Regions from separate parts of the Mus musculus genome. Here regions 1 and 3 are each linked to region 2. A link is a contact called in public Hi-C and promoter capture Hi-C data. All regions are on one chromosome and are shown on one strand. Each heading gives the region's core, a stretch centred on a gene start, on an enhancer-like site or on the middle of the called end of the contact. The rest is flanking DNA. Distances are from core to core; before and after follow the strand shown.

What was found. Promoter capture Hi-C pulls out the DNA fragments that hold promoters and counts their contacts. Hi-C and Micro-C count contacts between places; a contact is called where the count stands out from the background.
Region 1: a Hi-C map of uterus shows a contact between it and region 2. The contact joins the enhancer-like site here to the promoter of Skida1 in region 2. A contact is called at or near these places in 1 of 484 Hi-C or Micro-C datasets (uterus) and 1 of 115 datasets of contacts at active chromatin or transcription factors (embryonic stem cells).
Region 3: a promoter capture Hi-C map of hippocampal neurons shows a contact between it and region 2, with 7 times the contacts expected there. The contact joins the promoter of Msrb2 here to the promoter of Skida1 in region 2. A contact is called at or near these places in 7 of 39 promoter capture datasets (the C10 cell line, the HPC-7 cell line, embryonic stem cells and 4 more), 7 of 484 Hi-C or Micro-C datasets (bone marrow-derived macrophages, embryonic stem cells and uterus), 9 of 115 datasets of contacts at active chromatin or transcription factors (the NIH/3T3 cell line, craniofacial prominence, differentiating embryonic stem cells and 6 more) and 2 of 9 other capture datasets (embryonic stem cells and liver).

Annotation. Positions count from the first base shown.
Region 1 is chr2:19,405,061-19,409,597 of GRCm38.p6, reverse strand. No RefSeq gene overlaps it. Among named protein-coding and RNA genes, the nearest start is that of Gm33940, 6.8 kb to the left of the region's middle. Within about 2 kb of position 2,752, at least 13 of the 459 cell types and tissues checked have an H3K27ac peak or open chromatin away from gene starts, as enhancers often do. A contact at or near this core is called in uterus, where this site is marked.
Region 2 is chr2:18,046,012-18,050,686 of GRCm38.p6, reverse strand. Skida1 (SKI/DACH domain containing 1) reads left to right here and starts at 2,238. Exons shown (of 1, transcript NM_028317.3): 1 at 2,238-4,675. The coding sequence starts at 2,348.
Region 3 is chr2:19,369,381-19,373,533 of GRCm38.p6, reverse strand. It overlaps Msrb2 (methionine sulfoxide reductase B2), which reads right to left and starts at 1,898. Exons shown (of 5, transcript NM_029619.2): 1 at 1,755-1,898. The coding sequence starts at 1,851.

The DNA of each region.
Region 1 (4,537 bases), core at 1,503-4,002, 1.4 Mb before region 2:
ATTTATTCAGCCATTTCCCCAAGACTACTATCTTTTGGTTGTTGGCATTTTGTTTGTTTCTTTGTTTCTTTGCTTCTTTGTATTGTGACAGGATCTTGGTCCCTTTCTGAGTTGTCCTTCACCTCTTTCTTTTACCTTGTGGAGACGGGGATTGCGGGAACACAACCCCAGATAGGATGAGACTACAGTCACCTAAGTGTTTAACTGGTGTGTGGTGGGGAGGATTCCAGAGAGCATCACTCACATGTCTGGTGCCTCAGCAAGATAGTGGAAGGCTGGACTCATCTGGGACTGTGCATGTTGCCCTTGTGTGACCAGTCCAGCATGGCCATCTCAGAGTAGTTGGTGTCTTACATGCTAGCCTGCTACCTGAGAACAGACTGACAGCAACATCATAAGCCATAGAGTCTGGCTTCTGCCATCTTCTGCTAGTTATATAGGTCCCTTGAGCTGTCTTAGATTCTAAGAATCTAATTCTAAGAATCAGAGATTCCCAGGAAATCTGAGACCTCCAGTTCTGAATGGAATTGTGGTCACTGTAATTTACCACCAAGTCTTATGTAGCCACCTCCAAGTCCCAGACCATGAGACTGTGTGGTAAGGTTATTGCTCCAGATTGGAGTACTGATGGGCAGAGCATGCTCAGAGGAGCTCCTTTTCCCTTTCTGAACTGCTTACCAGGCAGCTGAAAACCCAATTCCTCGTCCCTCACAGTCCCCCGTTCCTCACAAGTCTGTCCTGGTCTCTCCAGAGTAAAATACTGTGACAAGCCACCCTGCTCAGCCTCCTCCCTCCCCATTCAGGGAAATCACCTCTCCCATCCTCCCATCCCCTGCCCCCTGCCCCCTGCCCCAGGTTAGTTCCCTCCTCATTCTCTGGCCTCCTATGTACAGAGCCAGAGATATGCCACATCTTCCCTCAGTCACCATCTCTCCTCCTTTCTCAAATGCAGCTCATTCAAAGAGGTGTGTGTGTGTGTGTGTGTGTGTGTGTGTGTGTGTATGCATACCATGCATGTGCAGGCACCCATAGGGGACTGGAGAAGGCATTATCTATCCTGGACCTGGAGTCACAGGAAGTTGTGAGCTTCGGGAAGTAGATGCTGGGAACCAAACTCCAGCTCTCTGGAAGAGTAGTGAATACTCTAACCACTGAGCAACCATTCCAGCACTACAGATACAAGTCTTATTTACATTAATGCTGTTTTAAAATTACTAAGAAATTAGACGCATTAAGCATTTTGCTCTTTTAATATATTTTTTAGTGATTGACTTTGAATTGGGAAATGGATTTCAAAAAGGAGGTGAAAAATTAAAATATATATATATATAACCAAAAATGTCAGAAAGGAGACTTAAAATTATTGTTGTTGTTGTTGTTGTTATATGAGATAGGAGTATGTATGTTTGTAAGCAAGAGAAAGATTGAGAGATAGGGAGACACCCACAGAGACGGGAAAGAGATAGAGAGAAAGAGTGAGTTGGGTATCACAAGAGAGCCAGTTCTGTCTTTCTACCTTGTACCTCTGGGTCAGTTCAGATACTTTATCTGCTGAACTATCTGCAGCCTGAGGGATTTTTAGTGTATGAAATTATGGCTCTAATACTTAATACTATTATGGATTAAAGGATGGTGCTGGCAGGTTTATGTGTCTGGTGACAATAGCTTTTAAGAAGTCTCTCCTATTGTAGCTGTGTGGAGTTGGGAGACACTCTTTTGATCTCAATCACTGACCACTATTCTTAAATGCCTTAGTTAGGGTTACTATTGCTGTGACAAAACACTATGGCCAAAAGCAAGTTGGGAAGGAAAGGGTTTATTTGGCTTACACCTCCATATCATTGTTCATCATTGAAGGAAGACAGGACAGATACTCAAACAGAGCAGAAACATGAAGGCAGGAGCTGATGCAGAGGCCATGGAGTGTTGCCTTCTTACTGTCTTGTTCACCATGGCTTGTTCAGTCTGCTTTCTTATGCAACCCAAGACCAGTAGCCTAGGGATGGCACCACCCACAGTGGGCTGGGCCCTCCCCCATCAACCACTAATTAAGAAAATGCTCTATAAGTGTGCCACCTGATCTTTAGAGGCATTTTCTCATTTGAGGGTCTCTCCTTTTAGAGGACTCTAGCTTGTGTCAAGTTGGCATACAACACACTAAACATGGATGTTTTTTCTGGAAACAAAAGTGATTTGTCCCTCAAAACTGCTTCATCATGTTTTGGAAAAGACCTTGTGGATTTAGTTCAAAATAGATTAGTGAGTCTATTCGGTGTAGGAGAAAGTTCCCTGTGTTCATGATGGGCCCTGAGAGAGAGGTGGAGGTGGGGAAGAGGGAGAGAGATGGAGACAAAGGGAGACAGATGGAGACAGAGGGAGAGAAAGAGAGGGAGAGCCCTCTGACTGCTACCTGGCCAAGGCTTAGAGGTTAGGTATGCCCAGACTTGCTCTATCTAGATGAGAGGGCATATCCAGGAGCAGGTACAGGCATGTCTGTGTCAGGAAAGGTTGCCTGCTTTTGAGTAGCGTGCAAGTCTGAGTAGTGTCAGCCCTCTACTCTCCCCCAAGAAGTCGTTGACAAACAATTAGAGCTGTTGATTTATTAGTGGCAATAGCCACAGGTCACTCCTCCAGAGGGAAGTGAATACAGACTGTCCTGGTAGCAGAATGCAGTTTTCTACCTGGAGTAAAAGTATAACATGGTACACCTCAGTGCAGTCGCCCAGGCTTGCCTGCAGGGTCTGAGCACCTGGGAGTAGCCTCCACCTTGTACTCTAAGCAAATCTGGCTTAGTATCTGTGGGCTGAAGGATGCTGTCAGGCACCGCCAGGAACACAGTGGGAGTGTGAGGGGAGGCCTGAGGGATGGATGGAACTTCCGGGTATGCATTCTTGCCTATTTGGTCCTTCTGGCTCACATACTGGTCATTCTGACCCAGCTGTCTTTGGTTCATTTCTACTCCTTAAACTGACAGAAAACAGCTGTGGGAACCACAGGCCAAACCCCACTGTTTTGCTTTGCTTCTTCATCTGGACCAGTTGGAATTAATTATAAAGTTCCTGTTTGGTACCTAAATTCAATTTTATTTCAAGTACACTTGAATAGCATGCCACTTGCATATAACCAATCCTATTTATTCTTCTATATTAGGCACTGTGTGAGAATACTGTTCACTGTGTGAGAATTGTACAGTCAACAACGAACTAAAGTATGCTTGGTTTTCTTTTTTTTCTTTTTTTCTTTTTTCTTTTCAAGATTTATTTATTCATTATATGCAAGTACACTGTAGCTGCCTTCAGACACTCCAGAAGAGAGAGTCAGATCTCCTTACGGATGGCTGTGAGCCACCATGTGGTTGCTGGGATCTGAACTCCGGACCTTCGGAAGAGCAGTCGGGTGCTCTTACCCACTGAGCCATCTCACCAGCCCTGTCTTGGTTTTCTAATCATCCCTGATTTTACACACAAGGAAGCCAAGGCACGGGGCATTTTTACAAACTTCCTGATACCACACAACTATTTCGTGGAGGAAGCAGGATTCACACGGTAGCAGGCTTCAGAGGTTCGATTTTCAGCCACACTACAGAACTATGAGACCCTGGAGTGGTAATAAGAGTCATGTTTTTCTCTGAGAGACTTGTCTGAGGTTGCACAGCAGAGAGGGAAGCAGGGCTCTAAGAGAAAGCCAGGGCTTGCCGCTAAAATCTATCTTCTTACCCTGTACTGGGATAGTGTCACATGCAGTTCATAATGGCAGACCCTTGGAAGCAAAGTGGGTGTGTCCAACAGAGAAACATTGGTTAGCCAGACATGGACCGTACAGCAGTCCAGAGTGTTTGGTGTGCCTAGAGGGCTGGAGGTACAATGATCATGTGGAAGGCATCCAAGATTCAGTGATTATGGAAAGCCTTTTCAAACAGTGAACATGCCCACACTCTTCCCTCGCTATGGAGACAGATAATGAGACAGAAGAGTGAAACAGCATGTCTAGCCTTTGAGGCTGATCAACAAGAGTGTATTCTGATAATTCCAACCCTGATAGCAGCGTGCTCGGTTGGGCTGTATCTGCTGTTGGAGGGAGTGTACAGAGGAAATGAAATGGGTGTGCCCAAACTCAGTACAATAAATACACTTGATCTTAAGCAACCCTGATGAAGAAACGATGCCTTGTTGGCAGAGCATACTCTTAGTATGCAGGGGGCCCTGGATTTATTCCCCAGGATCAGAAAGACGCACACACAGAAACTCAAAAAAGGAGTCTCTGTGCCACAGTTACTGTAACGATAAAACAATAGAGACAACCTAAATTTTGACAATGGAGGAATAAATAAAATGTGACACACTGACTGAAAAGACAACACACAGCCAGTCAGACAAATCTGTCAATGCCACACACACCTTCAAAACATTGGCTTACTACATTTTGCTGTATGCATGCCTGTGCATCACATGTGTGCAGTGCCCCCAGAGGCCAGGAGAGCCCTGAAGTAGAGTTATAGATGGTTGAGAGCCACCATGTGGGTGCTGGAGATTGAACT
Region 2 (4,675 bases), core at 989-3,488:
GTAGCTCTGATTTCTTGGATGGAAATGCTAGCCTTAGATTTCAAAGGCAAGAACTAGACATCGCGGTTTGTACACACATTGATTAAGTTGAAGAGCGGCGATTACATCTGTGCTGAGAGCTACAGTAGTCCAGGGCTGACTTTTCAAATCCCAACCTCCTGAGTTACAGACCCTCTTAAATAGACTTCCTTAATTTCCGGATGTACTTCTTAAAATTCCCAATCTCTTCAAAATTCCTGGGAAAATTACAAGGAAGATGAGGGTGGGGGTGGGGAGCCATGGCCGAGAGACTTCATCTTGTCAAGCTAACTACCTTTTTGTATGTCTGATTTCTGTTTGTTTATTTGTTTGTTTTTCTTAAGACTTTTTTTCTTTTTTTCTTTTCCTTTTCTTTTTTTTAGTCATACCTGCTCCTGCTGGCCAGATCACAGCAGGGGAAACTGGAACTTTTGAATATGAAGAAAGAAATTATTGTGCTTTTTTTTTCTTACAGGTTCAGAAATATCCGTTCACTCTTTAACCTCACAGATGTGTCTATTTTGGGAGAAGGAGGAAACATGTAGGTGCCTGGGCTGCATTTATGCTGGAGTTACAAATGCAGAAGATTTTGCTGAATTTTGCAAAGCAGCCAACCACCCATCTGAGATCCTACAAATGCAAGTGGAAAGACCCTTCCTCTCACTTGGCAATATTTTGGATATCCTTGAAAACGACAGCAAACCATGCTAGTGACTAAGAAGAGGTTAAAGCAGACTGATCTTCATCCAAAGTGATTTTTCTTAAGACAAATGTCTGGCTTTCACAGGGGAAACATGGGAGCCGTGGAAGAGTCCTCTAACCCTCCAGTCAAACCATCACCAACCACTGAAATGGTCCGCTGCGCCATAGAGCAGCACTTTCTTTTCATTGTTTTTATGTAAAACTTCTGGGATCACCTTGGGGAGCCGTCCCTTTCCTTCCCTTTGCTGCAGAAGGAAGTATCTGCTCCCTGGAATTCGGACCTGTGGACAAGCTTCCAGCTCAGGCCGGTGCTGGGCACTCTAGAATGACCTCACCTCTACTCCAGGCTAGTTAATGGTGAAAAGTGTACTCATCTCTGGCTTATCTGTGCTTTGTTATGGGCCTGACGAGAAACTACCTTCCCCCTGCCCCACTCCTCAGCAAAGAAGCGAAATCCAATTGAATTGTTACATGTTCCTGAGGTGGAGCCTCGAACTGCTTTCTTGGTCAAATAACTTTGTTTCTGGTTGTAAAAGGCATGGGGGGTGGGGGGACTCGAGAGAAATTGCCAACGTAAGTCTGTACTGGGCTGGGTCACCTCAGGGTTTAACTTTAGAGCTCCCAGCCAGTCTCCTCCACTCCCAGAAGGGAAATACCAGGCTATTCTGCACGTTTTCCCTTAAGCTTCATTTTCCAAAGAAAAGAAGGGTGGGGTATATCTATTTGAGCTTGATAATGTTTTTTAAATGCTTTCCTTTGAAACGATAATAGCTGTATCGGTAAAATGCAAATAAAGCAAAAATAGGCAGTATTTCTTTAAAGGGGAATATACGGTTCTCTCTCTCTCTCTCTCTCTCTCTCTCTCTCTCTCTCTCTCTCTCTCTCTCTCTCTCTCTCGTACATACACTGCTTCTGATGAAGTCTGTGAGTCAGGCTGTTTCTGAGCTCCGATAGTTTAATGGAAAGATTTATATACCGGCTGTATTATTTACTTTGGGAGGGGAGGTGGCAGTATAAGGGTATGCTAATTAGTAGGAGATTTTGGGGGGAAGGGGTGGAATATCAATTTTTATTGCATCACCTGTCAGGAGTGTCCAATCAGCGTTGGCTTTAGGGGAATTAATTGATGAAGGTGTCTCCGGACGAGCTCACTTCACTCTGTCATTTTATTTGTAGCTAAAGCAGCGGCGGGAATAGCAGCTGCATTTCTTTTCTCTTTCTCCCTTCACATTCCATTATCATAGTGCTCCAATGGAGAAGGAAGGAGTAGCGGGGCCCAGGTACTGATCCGCATCGAGGACTCAGACCAACACACTGGCAGAGCTGAAACCGGATGGTCTTTTCCCTCTTTTTTAAAAAAACGAAAACCAAAAAAAAAAAAAAAAAAAAAAAAAGCGAGAATCAAGTCAGTGTAATTTCTTGGGGTTTTTCTTCCCCCCCCCCAACCCCCCAGTAATTCGCCTAGAGTTTGGCACTCCCTTCGCCGGGAATAACAGTCTTTGTTATTTTATTAGCAGGATGCCTTGAGACACACGCAGCATCTGGCGGAGGATTAACATACATACATGTGTATGTATGCGTCACGTATATATTTACTGCAAATGGTGGGGATCATTTAGTGCCCGAGATGGGAGACCTGAAGTCAGGTTTCGAAGAGGTGGATGGCGTGAGGCTCGGCTACCTCATCATTAAAGGGAAGCAAATGTTTGCTCTCTCCCAAGTCTTCACAGATCTGCTGAAAAACATCCCGAGGACGACCGTGCACAAGCGCATGGATCATCTGAAAGTGAAAAAGCACCACTGCGATCTGGAGGAGTTGCGGAAACTCAAAGCAATCAACAGTATCGCCTTCCACGCGGCCAAATGCACGCTCATCTCCCGGGAAGACGTAGAAGCGCTCTACACATCCTGCAAAACCGAGCGTGTGCTCAAGACCAAGCGAAGGAGAGTCGGTCGGGCCCTGGCCACAAAGGCGCCGCCGCCAGAGCGCGCCGCCGCCGCCAGCCCCCGCCCGGCTTTTTGGAAGGACAAGCACCAACTTTGGCGGGGCCTGAGCGGAGCCGCGCGGCCCCTGCCAATCAGCGCGCAGTCCCAGCGTCCGGGCGCCGCCGCCGCGCGCCCCGCCGCCCATCTACCTCAGATTTTTAGCAAATACCCGGGCTCCCACTACCCGGAGATCGTTCGCTCGCCTTGCAAATCCTCTTTAAACTATGAAACTGCCCAGCTCCAGGGAAACTACGTCGCCTTCCACTCGGACCCCGCTTATTTTCGGAGCCTGCTGTGCAGCAAGCACCCGGCTGCAGCCGCCGCCGCCGCCGCCGCCGCTGCTGCTGCCGCCGCCGCCGCCGCCTACTACCAGACTGCCGGGCCTCAGCCCAAGGCGGCGACCGGCGCGGGAGGCCCAGTGAGCCTGACTTACCGCTGCAAGCGCAAGCGCGGGGGCGCCAAGAACTGCCTGCTCCCGCCTCACGCCGGAGCCCGGCGCCTGCTGCTGCTGCCCAGATCCTACAAAGCCAAGGCGGCGGCGGCGGCAGCAGCGGCGGCTGCTGCTGCGGCGGCGGCGGCCGGGGCCACTTGCTTGGAGAGGTTTCATCTGGTCAACAGCTTCTGCCCGCCTCCCCACCACCACCATCACCATCACCACCATCATCATCACCATCACCACCGAGCCCAGCAGCCAACGCCGAGTCACCACCCCTCTCATCACCACCGGCCGCAACCCCATCTAGGAAGCTTTCCCGAGAGTTGTAGCAGCGACTCCGAGTCCAGCTCCTACTCCGACCATGCAGCCAATGACTCGGATTTTGGCTCCAGTTTGTCCAGCTCCAGCAACTCGGTGTCCTCAGAGGAAGAGGAGGAGGAAGGAGAGGAGGAGGAGGAAGAGGAGGAGGAGGAAGAGGGGGGCAGCGGGGCCTCGGATTCCAGTGAAATCAGCTCGGAGGAGGAGGATTCTTCCACCGAGTCAGACTCCAGCTCCGGGTCCAGCCAAGTGTCAGTGCAGAGCATCCGTTTCAGGCGCACCAGCTTCTGCAAGCCTCCCAGCGTGCAGGCGCAGGCCAACTTCTTGTACCATCTGGCCTCCGCCGCCGCTGCAACCAAACCCGCTGCTTTCGAGGATGCCGGCCGACTTCCCGACCTCAAGAGTAGTGTCAAAGCCGAGTCACCAGAGGAGTGGAGTCTGCAGAGCTGGGCTCCCAAAGGGACTCCGGTGTACTGCCCGGCCAGCTTGGGGAGTTGTTTCCCAGAGATAAGAAACGATAGGGTATCTGAGATTACATTCCCACACTCTGAAATATCCAGTACTGTAAAGAGAACTGACCTGACAATTAACTGCCATGCAGAGGGGGCCTCTTCACCTAGCCCAAAGACAAACAATGTATTTCCACAACAAAGAATACTCCGAGAGGCTAGGAAATGCCTACAAGCAACTCCTACTACACACTGTGCAGAAAACAGCACAATAGCTGCTAGGTTCTTAAATAATGATTCGTGTGGAACAACAGCAAATTCAGGAAAAGATTCCAAAATCCCTCATTGTCCTGAATTTGCTACGGATTTACCCTCTCTTCAAAGTGATCCCAGAGTGGATACAGCAACAGCAGCAGCAGCAGCAGCAGCAGCAACTAAAGCTGAGAGTCTCTGCACTGGTACAGGTGACAAGACATTGCCATTTCTGCACAATATTAAAATCAAAGTAGAAGACAGTAGTGCTAATGAAGAATATGAACCTGAGCTTATTACAAATAAGCTAAAGTGGGAGTGCAATGATGCCGAGGGTGAGTTTTACAATATGACTGAGAAGAAGGAGGAGGACGCCTTGGTACCCACAGCCAAGGAAGGTTTTGCATGCCCTGAGAAAGAAACGCCTTCCTTAAATCCACTGGCTCAGAGTCAGGGCCTCTCATGCACTTTAGGATCTCCAAAACCTGAGGATGGGGAATATAAATTTGGTGCC
Region 3 (4,153 bases), core at 649-3,148, 1.3 Mb before region 2:
ATCAGCCTCTCACATGGTGAGAAACACATGCCGTTTATGCCCACTGCTTAGCATTTGTTATGGATGCTCATGCTCACACATGCCAGTAAAGTTCTGTGGGGGAGCTAGGATCCGAACTCATGCCCACTGACAATCGAGATCTTAACCACAGAACCATCCCCTGCTTCTGTTCTTATTCTCCTTGTAAGACTTACTTTACTTGTATGGGTATTTTACCTGCATCACGTATATACCTGTGCACCATGTGCATGCCTGGTGCCATGGATCCCCTGGAACTAGAGTGAGTTATAAGCTGCCATGTGAAGAGTTTTTGCTACCATAGGTTTTTTGTTATTCCAGATGAATTTGCAGATTGCCCTTTCTAATTCGTTGAAGAATTGAGTTGGAATTTTGATGGGGATTGCATTGAATCTGTAGATTGCTTTTGGCAAGATAGCCATTTTTACTATATTGACCCTGCCGATCCATGAGCATGGGAGATCTTTCCATCTTCTGAGATCTTCTTTAATTTCTTTCTTCAGAGACTTGAAGTTCTTTTTATACAGATCTTTCACTTCCTTAGTTAGAGTCACGCCAAGGTATTTTATATGATTTGTGACTATTGTGAAGGGTGTTGTTTCCCTAATTTCTTTCTCAGCCTGTTTATCCTTTGTGTAGAGAAAGGCCATTGACTTGTTTGAGTTAATTTTATATCCAGCTACTTCATTGAAGCTGTTTATCAGGTTTAGGAGTTCTCTGGTGGAATTTTTAGGGTCACTTATATATACTATCATATCATCTGCAAAAAAGTGATATTTTGACTTCTTCCTTTCCAATTTGTATCCCCCTTATCTCCTTTTGTTGTCTAATTGCTGTGGCTAGGACTTCAAGTACAATGTTGAATAGGTAGGGAGAAAGTGGGCAGCCTTGTCTAGTCCCTGATTTTAGTGGGAATGCTTCCAGTTTCTCACCATTTACTTTGATGTTGACTACTGGTTTGCTGTAGATTGCTTTTATCATGTTTAGGTATGGGCCTTGAATTCCTGATCTTTCCAAGACTTTTCCTAAGCAGCATAAGATATAAAACTGGGTTGGAAAGGAGGTCAGGAGAGCAGCTGCCCAGTGCTAAACCACAGGGCCACGAAATTACAGAGAATTACACCTGGGACTCCTCAAAGACTCCTACTCCTCCCAGGGAAGATGCAAAAGTGTCCGGATTCACAAATGAGGGCAAAAAGCACTTACCATTCCACCCCATCCTGTCTCTTAGCCACTAACAACCTGTTGGAACACGAGAATAATTCACCCACACATCTCAAAACCTAGAGTCACACAAAACCAAGATAGTGTTGCAGCAGCACCCGTGATGGTGCAGTGGGCCAGTCTCACAGGACAGGAGGCAACTAGCAGTCCTCCCGAAGGAAGTGGGGGGGGGGGGGGGGAGGGCAAGGATTAACTCCCGCCCAGGAGAGGGCGCACAAGGTACGGCTGTTGACCGCCACTGGGTCCCTGACAACACCATGGCTCCTAACACGACTTTGTACACCAAAATGTAACATATAAACGAACTGTATGCAAGCATAGGAGAAGATTCGATCCTCTCCGGCATCAGTGCTCCCCCAGCACACCAAGTTTACCAAACGCGTTGCTCTGCTCCGCAACTCAGGCAGCGGGCCGCTGGGACCAGTCTCTCAGGACCTCACAGGAGGCCGCCCAGGGTCAGCCAGGACTGTGAAACCGAAAGCCACGAGAGACGGCAGCGATTGAGGACCTACCTGTGTCCTTGCTTCCCGATCCCGCGCAACCCCGAGCCAGCCGTCCAGGCGCCTGCAGCAAAGGCAGACCCCGCAGCGCTCGCAGCAGTCGCGCCATGACGCTGCCACCAACGGGTTTCCTCCCAAGCCTACCCAACCCCCACCCTCCGCCGGATCCCTCCCCTCTGCCCAGGTCTCTTCCCCTCCTCCAGGCTCTCCTTTTCTTCTGGTGCTCCACCCTACCCCCACCACTTAACTTATCCTCTTGCTCCTCTTGACCTTGATCTTCGCGGAGTGTGTGGAATATCCCGGGACTCCACTGCCTCCTCCTCCCGCAGTACCTTACTCCGATTGGAATCATGACTAGTCTAAAACTTGCTGTGTTTCAGTTTGTTTAGGTTTTCCAGAAGTCATACTAATTGCAGTTGGTTATTTCTGGCTTCCCTTACTCAACATAATTATCTGGACATTGCTGCTTGGTTTTTTGCGTTACATTATGCACAAATCTTTTTTTTGTTGTTGTTGTTGTTCTGAATAATATTCCATTATACTAAACTGTTACTCATTAGTTTAGGCTGTTCTAATTTTTGCACATCAAAAACAAAGCTGCCAGGAGCGTTCCTGTACATGCCTTTTTTTTGGATACCTGGAAGAGGAATAGCCAGGTCTCAAGGGCAACGGCTGCTTCACTAGCAATGTATGAAAGCTCCTGTCATCATCCCCTTCCTACACTTGATTACTCAGGCCTGTTTTTTTGTTGTTGGTTGGTTGGTTGGGTTTTTTGTTCGTTCGTTTGTTTTGCTTCGGTTTTTGAGATCTAATCTCTCTATGTTGTCCAAGCGTCCTCAAACTTGGAATCTTCCTGCCTCGGGACTGAGTTTATAGACATGCATCACTACAAAGTTAGACTTAAACTTCTTACAGTAATAGGCTTCTCTTGTGTTATCTTTCAGTAACTGACAATTAGCCATTGCTAAATCATACATGGTTTTGCCCATTTATTATTAGATTTACTTGTTGTGGATTTTTTTCAAGGTTCTTCCATATATTCTCTGGGCACAAAGCCATTATCAAATCGTTTCCTCACAAATTTCCCTTCCCGAGACTGTGGGCTGTGTTTTTCTGTTTCCTAATTGTGTCTTGGGATGGGAAGTTTTACATTTTGTTAAACTTCATTTTATCGGTTTGATGGTTTGTTTTTGTTTTTTATAGTTTGTGGCGGCTTAGGGGTAACATATTTAACAAATGGAGCTAGTCCAATATTACAAAATATTTTATGTGTTTTCTTCTGCTAATTTTATAGTTTTAAGTTTTACATTTAGGTCTATTATCTATCTGAGTTAATTTTTATTTATTTATTCATTTTTTAAAATAAGGTAATTTTTTTTTTTTTGTTCTCTACTGCCTGCATTTGAGTTCTTGTCAAAATCAGTGTATGGCTGAGAATGCAGCTCTGTAGTAGAGCAATGGCTAGCATTCACGGCCTCAGGGTCGCACACACCCACTGGGGAGAAACCCCAGGTTGGTTGGTTGGTTGGTTGGTTCGTTTGTTTGTTTTTATCAATACAGGGATCTGTTTCTGGACTTTCTGTTCTTTCCGATTAATCAACATGTCAGTGAGTATACAGAGTACTGTAACATCTGCATCCCTGGAGGTGGAGTCAGCTAGTATTTGCAGATCTCTGCAGATCTTCACACTCCCAGAAAACAGAGGGAAGCCTTCCTGGATCCTTCCCTCTCCCTGTTTCCTCTATCCACTGCTTTGAGAACTTTCATCTCATCCTGGCACAGGGCTTTCTGCCCCCACTCCCATGCCCACCTATCAAGAAAGATCATGGGATGGGATGGAGAGATGGCTCATCAGTCAAGAGTACTGAATGCTCTTCCAAAGGTCCTGAGTTCAAATCCCAGCAACCACATGGTGCTTCACGACCATCTGTAATGAGATCTGACACCCTCTTGTGGTGTGTCTGAAGACAGCTACAATGTTCTCATATACATAATATAAATAGGTTTTTTAAAAGAACACAAAAACGCAAAGAAATATTCTTGAGCCGGGTGGTGTACTTACATATAATAATAAATAGAGAGAGAGAGAGAGAGAGAGAGATATCATGGGCCAATCTTCGAATTCCTGGCCATAAGGCTTTAACCTGATAAAACCCACTTAACAGTTTACTCTTGATTTTATATACTCCATGGTTTAGTCTCTGAAATGCCCGACCAACCACACTCTTCCTGGTCTATTTAAAAGAGGTCTTTCAGTTCCTGGTTTACTTATAGAGATCTCTCAGTTTTTTGGAGAGTCACAGTGTGCTCACTCTCTTGCTCTTGGTGATCACATGACGTCTCTCTGGAAAACGACAAAAGCAAACACCACTGGAAGACTGCTAGGAAAACCAGTCAGAGACTCTGCACCA